2 separate regions of the Sus scrofa genome follow, and region 2 is linked to region 1. The links are chromatin contacts, called in public promoter capture Hi-C maps. All regions are on one chromosome and are shown on one strand. Each heading gives the region's core, a stretch centred on a gene start, on an enhancer-like site or on the middle of the called end of the contact. The rest is flanking DNA. Distances are from core to core; before and after follow the strand shown. Region 1 holds the start of CRTC1 (CREB-regulated transcription coactivator 1). Region 2 holds the start of TMEM59L (transmembrane protein 59 like).

The links. Promoter capture Hi-C pulls out the DNA fragments that hold promoters and counts their contacts.
Region 2: a contact with region 1 is called in a promoter capture Hi-C map of fetal skeletal muscle, with 3 times the contacts expected there. The contact joins the promoter of TMEM59L here to the promoter of CRTC1 in region 1. A contact is called at or near these places in 1 of 5 promoter capture datasets (fetal skeletal muscle) and 4 of 47 Hi-C or Micro-C datasets (embryonic fibroblasts, liver, mesenteric adipose tissue and 1 more).

What each region holds. Positions count from the first base shown.
Region 1 is chr2:59,154,818-59,160,225 of Sscrofa11.1, reverse strand. It overlaps CRTC1 (CREB-regulated transcription coactivator 1), which reads left to right and starts at 3,030. Exons shown (of 17, transcript XM_003123525.4): 1 at 3,030-3,221. The coding sequence starts at 3,096.
Region 2 is chr2:59,214,440-59,219,847 of Sscrofa11.1, reverse strand. TMEM59L (transmembrane protein 59 like) reads left to right here and starts at 3,396. Exons shown (of 8, transcript NM_001243817.1): 1 at 3,396-3,625; 2 at 4,478-4,634; 3 at 4,724-4,833. The coding sequence starts at 3,464.

The DNA of each region.
Region 1 (5,408 bases), core at 1,781-4,280:
AGAAATGGCAAAAAGACCAAAAAAAAAAAAAAAAAAAAAAAGTACTCAGAGTCATCAATAGAGAACAAGCCTTAGGTGTAGGGAATTGGGTGTGTCTGTGACCTTTCTGCATCACACAGGAAAATCAAGCCTCAGAGTGTTTGAGAAGGGTGAATGGACTTGAAGCTTCTGATCTCTGCTCAGTCTACAGGGACACAGACAGTACCCCAGACACCGATGCCTTCAGGGAATGGGATGTTCCTGAGTCATGGGACACAGACCCAAGGGTACATTTCAGATATGGCCCTCTGTAGGGTCTCTCAGAGATGAGACCTGAAAGATGAGAAGGTGCTAGCCGTGAAAGGATCTGGGGGAAGAGCAGTCAAGAAAGGATCTGGGGGAAGATCAGTCCGGGCAGAAGCAACAGCACATGCAAAGATCTGGAGGCGGAATAACAAGGAAGCTGGAGTGGCTGGAGTGAGGGGCCAGGGTGTGTGCGGACCCTGGGGGGCCACTGTGAAGTGGGTGGATTTTTTTTTTTTTTCCTAAGTGTGATAGACAGCATGAGATCTGCCTCATTTTACAAAGACCATGAGCTGCTCCAGAGTCCTGCCCGGAATACACTGGGTAGCAGAAGCTGCCTTTGATGAAGAGAGAAAGTGAAAACATCAGGGCTGGGTTCTGCCTGGGTCACCAGACGCCTTGGCCTTACTCTCTTCAGGGCTGGGGGTCAGTGGAGCGGGACAAGGGCTTGGGTCACTGTCCGGCCATTTCGCAATAAACAGGCTTGTGGCTTCCTCTGACTCATCACCAGGGTTTAGGATGGATCGAGTTACCGCCGAGGTATGGGGTAAATGGGGGTGATTACAGCGGGCACTGGCCCCTTATCTCTGCCCTGTGGGCATGGCTCCTTGCTGTGACCCCTGCTATCCCCCCAATCTTTTCTCCTCCATTTTTATGTGCAGAAACCAGCTTAGTGGAGCCATATGTAAGTGATCCTCATGGACACTATATCAGGTTCTTAACCCGCCACCTGAGCCACAACAGGAACTCCTCCATAGAGGATGCAGGTTCAGTCCCTGGCCTCACTCAGTGGGTTAAGGATCTGGCGTTGCCACAAGCTGTGGCTTAGGCTGCAGATGCGGCTCGGATCTGGTATTGCTGTGGCGTAGGCCATCCAGGTGTGGCTGTAAAAAGAAAAAGAAAATCTCTGAGAGTTCTTTGGTGGCTCAGCGAGTTAAGGATTTGGCAATTCACTGCTGTGGCTCAGGTTGCTGCTGTGGTGTGGGTCTGATCCCTGGCCTCAGAACTTCTGCATGCCATAGGCATGGCCAGAAAAAAGAAAATCTATATGTGTCTATATAGTTAATGTGGACATTTCATTAAACTGTTGTAAAATGTAAATAAAAGCATGCTTAGAAAATGTTGGTGTCCCCCTACGATATCCATTAGCATTCCCTCCATCTATCTCTCATCGTGGTAAAAAGTGCGCTCGTTGTGCAATTAGAGCCACTCCAAATTCTCCTGGCTGTACCTCTTGACTTCTGTTCCGCCCATGTCCTGAAATCCCTGGAGCCTCCTGAATATAACCTTTTTTTTTTTTTTTTCTTTTTAGGGCCACACCTGCGGCATATGGAAGTTCCCAGGCCAGGGGTCAAATCGGAGCTTCAGCTGCCAGCCTACACCACAACCACAGCAACGCTGGATCCTTAACCCATTGAGCAAGGCCAGGGGTCAAACCTGCATCTTCACGGACTCTATGTCGGGTTCTTAACCTGCTGAGCGACAAGAGGAACTCCTAAACTTTTGATATTGGTGGTTGGGGAGGGACAACTAGGTATCAGAACCCCTCTGGTTTCCCTAGGTCACTCTCCTGTCATTGGGGAGACTCTGCTATTCCTTTCACAGCTTGGTCTGGGTGGGATTTCTGGACCCGTCCTTTAGCCCGCCATGGCAGACCGGCTTCCTTGAGCAAGATCAGGCTGGAGAAGTTCATCGAGAAGAGGCTGACTCTGTAGTTCCAGTTCTCTGAGCTTAAGGATCCAGAGAATAGGAACTGGATAGGGTATCAGCATAGGGAAAGACATCGGGATTTTGGACTGGGGACTGATCGCATCCCCTGAACCATGGTGGCATAGGCGTTTCCCTTTCCAACATCACTCTTCTGGCCCATCAGTGATTTCATTTTTTTTTTTTTTGTCTTTTCTAGGGCCGCTTCCCGCGGCATATGGAGGTTCCCAGGCTAGGGGTCTAATCGGAGCTGTAGCCGCTGGCTTACACCACAGCCACGGCAACGCCAGATCTAAGCCGCGTCTGCAATCTACACCACAGCTCACCGCAACGCCAGACCCTTAACCCACTGAGCAAGGCCAGAGATCGAACCCGCAACCTCATGGTTCCTTGTCGAATTTGTTTCCACCGCGCCACGACGGGAATTCCATGGTTTCATTTTTCATATTACATTGACCGCCATCTGAAAGGTTCATTTGTTGGTGGGTTGTTTTCCCCCCTCCCCGACCTGCGCATCCCATGAGGGCAGGGACCAAGTCGCCTTGCTCATGCCTTTTCTCCAGGATACTTGGCACATATAGGGTCTCAAATGAATAAATGCATGCCTGGATGAGCAACGCCCTAAACCAGTCTCCGAGATGAACTGGTCCGAGCCCAGGCTCATACTCGAGTGCTGCCTGGGGTGGGTGCTGGCTTCATCCTTATGACTTGGAAGGTGTTGAGTCCAGCAATCTCTCTACTGGGGGTTCCAGCCAGTCCCCGGACCTTTCTCAACAGCCAGGCGGCTGCTGTCCAGCGGGCCAGGAGGCGGCTCACTGCGCCTGCGCCGAAATCCCCACCCTCCCTCTCCCACCTCCCCTGTGCCCCCACAAGTGCAAAGCCGAGACGCGCGCATGCGCTGTCGCCCCCGCAACGCGCGCTACTTCCGAGCGCATGCGCCGCTCTCACGCCCGCCGACGCGCCTGCGCACTGCCCGCCGCCCGCGGGTCCGGCTGGCGCTTGCGTGGTGGCACCCGCGATTGGGGGGGCGAGGAGGTGGTGGAGGAGGAGGAGGAGGAGGAGGAGGCGGCGGCGGCGGCGGCGGCGGCGGCGGCGGCGGCGAGAAGATGGCGACTTCGAACAATCCGCGGAAATTCAGCGAGAAGATCGCGCTGCATAACCAGAAGCAAGCGGAGGAGACGGCGGCTTTCGAGGAGGTCATGAAGGACCTGAGCCTGACGCGGGCCGCACGGGTAAGGGGGTTGCCCGCGCCGACCCCTCAGGGCCGGAGAGGGAGGGAAGGGGCGCGTGTCCGCGTGCAGCGGGAAGGGGGGCGCGGGACGGGGGCGGGGCGCCGCGCGGCGGGGGCGGGGCTTGGCACGGCCCGAGGGGACAGGTGTCCCCACGCTCCGGGCGTCGTGGGCGGGACCGGTACCCCCACATCATCGATACCTGAAGGGGTACAGGTGGCCCTACAACGTTGTTACTTGAAGCGGGGACCAGGTTATTACTATATCATTGTTATTTGTAGGGGCAGGGACCTCTACATCATTACTACCTGGAGGGAACAGGTGCCACTACATCATTGTTACCTGAGGGGGGAAAGGTGTTCTCACATCAATGCTACCTGAGGTGGATAGATGCCCTGAGCTATGCCATGGTCTAGGGGAGACAGGCTGATACTGAGATGTGTGAACTTGGCGCTGCTTGCAAGCATCCCTGTTACCTTGGGAGGGGAGATAGGTGCTTCCATATCATTGGTATCTAAGGGGTGGCAGATGCCCACACATCACTGCTGCCTGAAGGGACAAGTGTCCCTACATAATTGTCACCTGTGCTCTCACACCCTGGGTCTTGGGAGAAGGACAGGAACCCCTCCTTGCAGACCTGAGATGGAATATGTATCTCTCCCTTTTGGAAACCTGAGGGCAAGATCTGGTGCCGTCCCCTGTGGGAACCTGAGGGGATTGGGAAGGCAGATTGGGCTCAGTCTTGGAGATTGGAGTGGAGCCCCTTCCCCATGCAACCTGTATGGTGGGGGCCAGGTGATGGACAAGAGACAGCTGGCCACAGATGGCCCCTGGCCCTTCAGGACCAGGGTGGAGAGTTAGTTCTTCCTCAGATGGCTGAGCGCATTTCATGTGCAGGGGCAGGCCAGGTTACCTGCTAACCTAACCTTGGAAGCTGCTGTAGGCCTGGAGCAGGGGCTTGTTTGTGGCTGGGGTGGGAGACCTGGCCTTCTTGTGGGCCCTAGCGTCTGGCAGCCGCCTCAAGGTGCCAAGCTCTTCAGCTCTTGGTGTCCTCTCTTGTGGAGTTTGTCTATCAAGCCCTTCCTCATGGGTCAGGGAGTGGAGCATGCTTTGCACAGGTGGCAGTAAGTCTCTGATCCTGCAGAGTGATGGGACCCCTGTGCTGCACCCTGGTGCCTTGGGGGAGGGTCGAGTGGGAGCTGCAAACACCCACTTCACTGGCTTTTGAATTTGGCCTCTGATCTGACTGTCCTAGGCAGACCTACCTCTGTGATGTGAGCCTTAGTCTCTGATTCCTCAGGTGGGATTTTTGGGTGATGTTATCTTTTATTAGTTGCTTGTTTCTCATTGAGGTCGTAACCTTAAGACCAGAATGTATATCTTCATTTCCATGTATTTGTTCAGCACATATTATTCGGATGCTTGTTGTTGGCCAGGTGCTACCTATCCCTGCTCTAGTAGCTCTTGGTCTCACTGAGGATGTGGTTGGTGAGTGAAGGAATAAATGAATGAATGAATGAAAGAGTGCAACTTGAGTGTCCCCTGTAAGTCAGGGCTTCTGAGAGCATCTTCAGCATGTAGCGGTGTTGTATGCAGTAGGTGTCAGATGTTTGTGGTATGACAGGGAGCAGGGGGTCACCCTAGGTTCATGGCAGTCTTCATGGTCGGAGGTCTGGTTTCTGCTTTAGGGTTGGAAATGAGTTGTTGAAAAGATTTCTTTAAAATAACATTATTGAGATATAATTCAAGTACCATATAATTCGCTTGTTTAAAGTGTATATAGTTCAGCGGGTTTTAGTACATTTACAGGGTGTGCAACCATCACCACTGTGTAATTCCAGAACATTTTCATCACTCTCCAAAGAAACTCCGAACCCATTAGCAGTCACTTTTCATTAACCTCTCCCCTAGTCCCTGGCAACCACCAGTTTTTCTGTCTTTATGGATTTACCTATTCAGGACATTTTATGTAAATGGAATCATACAAATGTTGCCTTTTGTGTCTGGCTTCTTTCACTCACCATAGTGTTTTCAAGGTTCATCCATGTTGTATGTATCAGGAAATTTCTTTCCTTTTTATAGCTGAGTAATATTCCTTTGCACATTTGTTTATCCATTCATTCATTTATGGATTTAGAGAAGATTTTTAAGATTAAGATTCGCAGAAAGCATTTCTCATGACCCTGATAA
Region 2 (5,408 bases), core at 2,147-4,646, 59 kb before region 1:
AAGGACCCCATGCTGGGCCCAGTGTCATTAGCAGGAGAAGAGCTCAGTAAACATTTGCAAAATAAAAAGATGGAGAATCCCAGTCCTTCTGAGTAGCAAGAAAACTCAGTCCCAGTGAATAATGGCATCTGGGGTCCCACCCAGGCCTTGACTTGCTGTGTGACCCAAGCTGGTAGTACCCTTCTCTGGTCCTTTACCTGTAGAAGGCTATGGATTGTTTGCCCAGCCCCACCCTGGAGCATGCCCTCTGCCTCCTGGGTGACCTCTACCTACTACCTTTGACTTTAAGGAATGAAACTTGAACTTTAGGTGCACTCTTCCCTGCCCTTGGTCCTCCAGGTGCCTTCCTTAACCCCTTCCTCCTCAGCCCCACCACCTCTTTGTGCAGGAAGGGGAACCAGCGTTGATGGAACTTCAGGCAAATATTGACCCAAGTCCTTGACAGTGGCTAGGAATGTACTGGGGGTACAGATGGAGGGAGGGGCTCCTCCTTAGTCTTTACACCTAAGGATTTACGTCATCATCGGGCAGGGGGGTGGGGGAGACCCTCCAGCTCAACTCCCTGCATAATTCTGGGGAGGAAACCAGGGAGAGGTGGTGGTAACAGCACCATCAGGTCCCATGTGAAGAGGGCACAGAGCTGCCTCTCCCATGCTGAGACCCCCATGGTCAGGGCTCTTCAGTATGGGATTAGCTGCCTTGTGTTCCAGGCCAGTGTTCCCAAGAAGCGGGGACAGTGAGGGTCTGGACATGAGCTTGGGGCAACAGAAAACCCAGGTTCAGGACCTGTGTGCAGGAGAAGGTAGGGCTTTATCATTTCTACCCCAGAGGATGAGCCTGGAGAGCTGGGATGCCTGGGTCTCAAGCTTTGTGCAGTCTGTACTTTAAAAATCCAGATCCCATATGAATTGGAGGTGAGATCTCAGGAGTGCAGAGGTGCCCATGTCCAAGTCAGGGCCAGTGTTCACAAGGTCACAGAGGCCTAAGTTCCCTACCCTTCCGCACCCTGGAGAAGAACTTCAGAAGTCTGGATTCCCCAGGAGGAGCCAGTTATATTGGGGGTGACAGATGTGCCCTTTCCCCTCCCCCCACCCACTGTTAGCAAAGCGCCGGGGCCGTGATGCCCTGCCTGCTCCCCAGCCTGTACCCGGCTTGGCGGTGGGGGTCAGCAGGGTCGTGGCGAGGGCGGCAAGGGACAAAGGGTGCTTGTCCGATGCCCGCGCTGACCTCGGCCGCCGCTTCCCGGACGCCTGGCCCGCCTCTGATTCACGCCCAGGAGGGCCGCAGCGCCCCACCTCCGCCCCCCGCACCCCCCCCCCCGCCGCCCCGGCCGGGCCGCCCCGGGGGGTAGGAAGTGGGGGGGGCGAGGGGCGGCGCCGAGTCAACTTTCCCTCTTAAGCCCCGAAGGAATGTCGGCGGATTTCCTGAAACCCGACCCCGGCCGCCCGCCGGCCCGCCGCCCCTCACCTGGACCTGCTCCCTCGGGAATGGCAGGAGGGGCGCGGGGGCTCACCTGGGGGGCCAGGGTCAAGTCCTCCTTCCGCTCCCGCCCCAGGCGGCCTCTTGCAGCGGAAAGGGGGGGTGGATGGGAGGCAATCAAACCCTCTCACTCCTCTCTTGCGACCTAGACCAGCGCCCGAACTCCCCCAACCTCAGTTTCCCCTTTAGCTTTTAAAGGGGAGCGGGTGTCCTTCCTTCCTGTTGCGCTTTAAGAGAAGCTTCTGAAGCCCGATTCTCCTGACGCCCCACCTTCCAGTCTTGTCAGAGGTCTGCTCGTCTCTTTTTGCTTCCCTTGTTTGCCATCTGGGCCGGCCGCCTTTGCCACCCTGAGCCTCAATTTCCTCATCTATAAATTAGGACAACCTACCAGTCCCTCCTTATAAGGTTTTTGCAAGAAAATGCTTGGGAAGTGTTTTGTTTGGAATGAATGAGAACAGTAATTGTGGAAGGCTTCAGTGCGCGGGGCTCTGGAATTGACATGTGTGGGCTTGAATTCTTGGCTCTGCCTGGATGTCCTGGGAACTAAGTTTCCCACCTGTGAAATGGGGTACAGTATTGGTCAAAACCAATGGCTATTTCCCAAGGCGCAGGCCTGGCGAGCGGTGGTTTATATGTGGGGTTCCCTGGCTCTCCCGCAAACCACAGACTGGAAGCCTTCCCCTCTCGGTTGCGGCAGCTTAGCCCGGGAGGGGCGGGGCGGGACGGGGGAGGGGCCGCACGGGGATCCAGATGTTCAGGGTCCGCCAGGCACAGCCGCGCCTGATTAAGCCACGTGGGGGCTGGCCGAGGCCGCTAAGATGAAAGAGCGGCGGCCGGCCAGGGGAGGTGGCGGGGGGCGCGCCAGCACCCCCCCCCCGCGTCCCCTCCTCCTCGTCCGGAACCTGCGGCGCCCTCTGACCCGCCGACCCCGCGTGGCTGCCGAACGGGTCTGCTGGGGCGGAGCGTGGATGGGAGTTGCGCAGGCGGCAGGCACCTGTGCAGGGCAAGCCAGCGATGGAGAGAGTGTCACTTTTGCAAGGACTCAGGCTTAAAGGGGCGCCCCTACTAACATGCATGCAGGAGAGGAAGCTAGGGGGAATCTCCTAACCCCAGATTCATAGGGCTGCACTGTGTCACCTTGGAGTGCGCAGTTGTGGAATCCAGAAGTGTTCCTGTTTGCCCCAAGTTTTCCCACGAGAATTAGAAATTTTAACAGCACTCAATCGTCCCTATCACCACTTCTGCGCCCCCTCCCACTCAGCCCCAGGCCGAGGGAACCCCACTCGGGGGGCCAGATCCCTTGGGTCTGTGGATCAGGGCTGGGCCAGTGGGAGGAGAGGCTGGGGTAACCCTGGAGGGCCTGGGAGAGCTTCCTAAAGGAGGCAAACTGCACACAAGGTACCCCCTCTCCGATCTGCGTATCAGAGGAGTTGATGCCACAGATCTTTCCGAAGGCCTTCTTTAATCCAGCCCTGAAACCCTCAGGACCCTCCACCTCCACTCTGGCGGGGCTCGGGCCAGCCCCACCGCCCTGCTGTTTTCTTTTCCAACAATCTCGTCCCCTCTTCGGGCCCTCGCTGTTCTGCGTCGATTGCCCTTCTCGCGGGGCCAGCTCTAATATCGCCTACTCCTAGAGGCCTTCCTTGATTTCCCCTGGCGAATAGATCTCTCTCCCATCCTATCACCCTATGTTTCCTTTTGGCCCCTAGCGATGGCTGAGATCCCCTCGTCCCTGGATGCGAGGGAGGTGTTATGACACTCTGGAGATGGGACAGACGGCAGGGGCCACGATCCACCTGCCTCGCCCTGCTAGCACCCAGACAGTGCCGCAGCGCTGCTCCCGCGCCCATTCTCCGCATCCTCCACCCCCCCTTCCCAGGCTGCCTCGCTCGGGTGACGTCAGCGACCCAATCCCCGCTGCCGCCGCATCCTCTGTGCCTGCCAGGAGCCGGCGTCCCCCGCGTTCCTTGCGCCCGGCCTGGCCATGGCTTCGGTCGTACTGATGCCGCTCCTGCTGCTGCTGCTGCAGCCTCCACCCGCCACCCCCGCGCCGCCTGTTCGCGACCCCTTCGCCCTGCAGCTCGGGGACACGCAGAGCTGCCAGCTGCGGTGCCGAGACCGCTACCCTAGTCCGCAGCCGGCTCAGGTGAAGCGCATGCGGCTCCAGCGAGAGGATCCGCGATCTCTCCGATGGGGGAGGGGTTAAGGATGCGGTTTCCTCCTTGGGGAGCGGGAGACAGGGGTTCCTCGGAGGGGGAAGGGGTCAGAGAAGAGGGGTTTTCCAATGGGGATGAGTCCCTCTGGTGGGGGAAGGGCTGGGGTTCATTCGAAGTGGCTGGGGGTCCTGCAGGGGGGAGGGGCAGTGGGGTGCCTCTGATACGGGAGGGTTTAGGGATGCGGGTCCTTCTGATGAATTCGGGGTTGTGGAAGACCCTCTAAGCCTGGATGCCACCTCCCGGTCTCTGGCTGTACTGTGCTGCGCAAGGACCCTCGCGGCGCCCAACCCCCACCTCCCTCAGGCCTGACAGTCCCCTTCTCCTCCCCCTCTACCCAAGCAGCTTCTACATCCTCCACCCTACCCCCCTCAGTTACCAGTACCCCTCCCAAGTCAGATCCCAATTTTCCCAGGCCTGAAGGATGACAAAATCTCCTCTGAGCACCCCCCACCCCCAGGCCTGACAATCCCTCCTCATTGAAGCCTTTGGGGGAGGAGGGAACAATTTCCCTCCCTCTTACTCAATTTTCCAACCTTTACCCAAACCCAATGATGACTTCCATTGTTTATTCCCCTTCCCAAGCCCCCCTCCCTCTCTCCTCCTCAGAGTTAAGAGGCCCTACTATTATTCTTAGCCTTCTCACCAACCTCACCCCAAATCTCCCTAGATTTGGGGGGGCATCAAATCTTTTATCTCCCCCCAAGAGCTTCCAGTGCTGATCTCCTGCTGCTCTTCCCCCTCCCCACCCCCGCTGGGGCTAAGCCCCACATCTCCGCTTTCAGGAGCTGGAGGAGGACCCCACTGAGTCCCCGCATGTGAATGCGTATGATAGGGCCGTGCTGATCAGTGCTTGTGAACGAGGCTGCCGCCTCTTCTCCATCTGCCGCTTCGTGGCCAGGAGCTCCAAGCCCAATGCCACCCAAGCAGAGTGTGAAGCAGGTGAGGGCTGGCTGGGTGAGCCAGAGTGGGGAGAGGTGGCCTGGGAAGGGCTGCCCCCACCCCTAGTCACCCCCTCCTGCTCCCTGCAGCCTGTGTGGAGGCTTATGTGAAGGAGACGGAGCAGCAGGCCTGCAGCGAGGGCTGCTGGAGCCAGAACCCACAGCTGGAACCTGAGCCTGAGCTGGAGCCGGAGCAGAAGGTGGGCACCCTCCCACCTGTGGCCCCAGGCGCATCCCGCCTCTCCTCTGCCCCCCAAAATCTGTACTCATATGCGGAGTCCCCCAAGCTCTCCATTCCATTCCGGGCCTACTGGGTGTCTCTGATTAAGCTATATCATGTCTCAAACCTCAATCATCATCTCCATGATGTGAGAAATCCTCCCTCCTCCCACCCCCACCATAACAGCCACTGTTTACAGCATTTACCAAGCATTTGTCCTGATCCAGGCCTGACCTCGGTCTGTTCCAAATTCCTTGTGCCACCCGGAGGCACCTGAGACAGTGTCACCCCCATTGCTTGCCCACAGAGCAACTGGCCAAGGTCACAGTTAGGGCTGTGCAGAGGTGAGATTTAAAGTCAGTGCCACCAGGACTTGTGGTGACCACCCCTCACCTCACTTGTGTTTAGTGGCACCAGAGCTGACTGTTGAGCAACCTTCATGCCAGTTCCTGGCCATTTTCCTTGCGATGAACAGGGAGCTTCTGTCATCTGGGGTGGGGGGCTCAGGACAGAGGTTCGGGGAAGAACAGCCTCCCAAGCACACACATAACACCC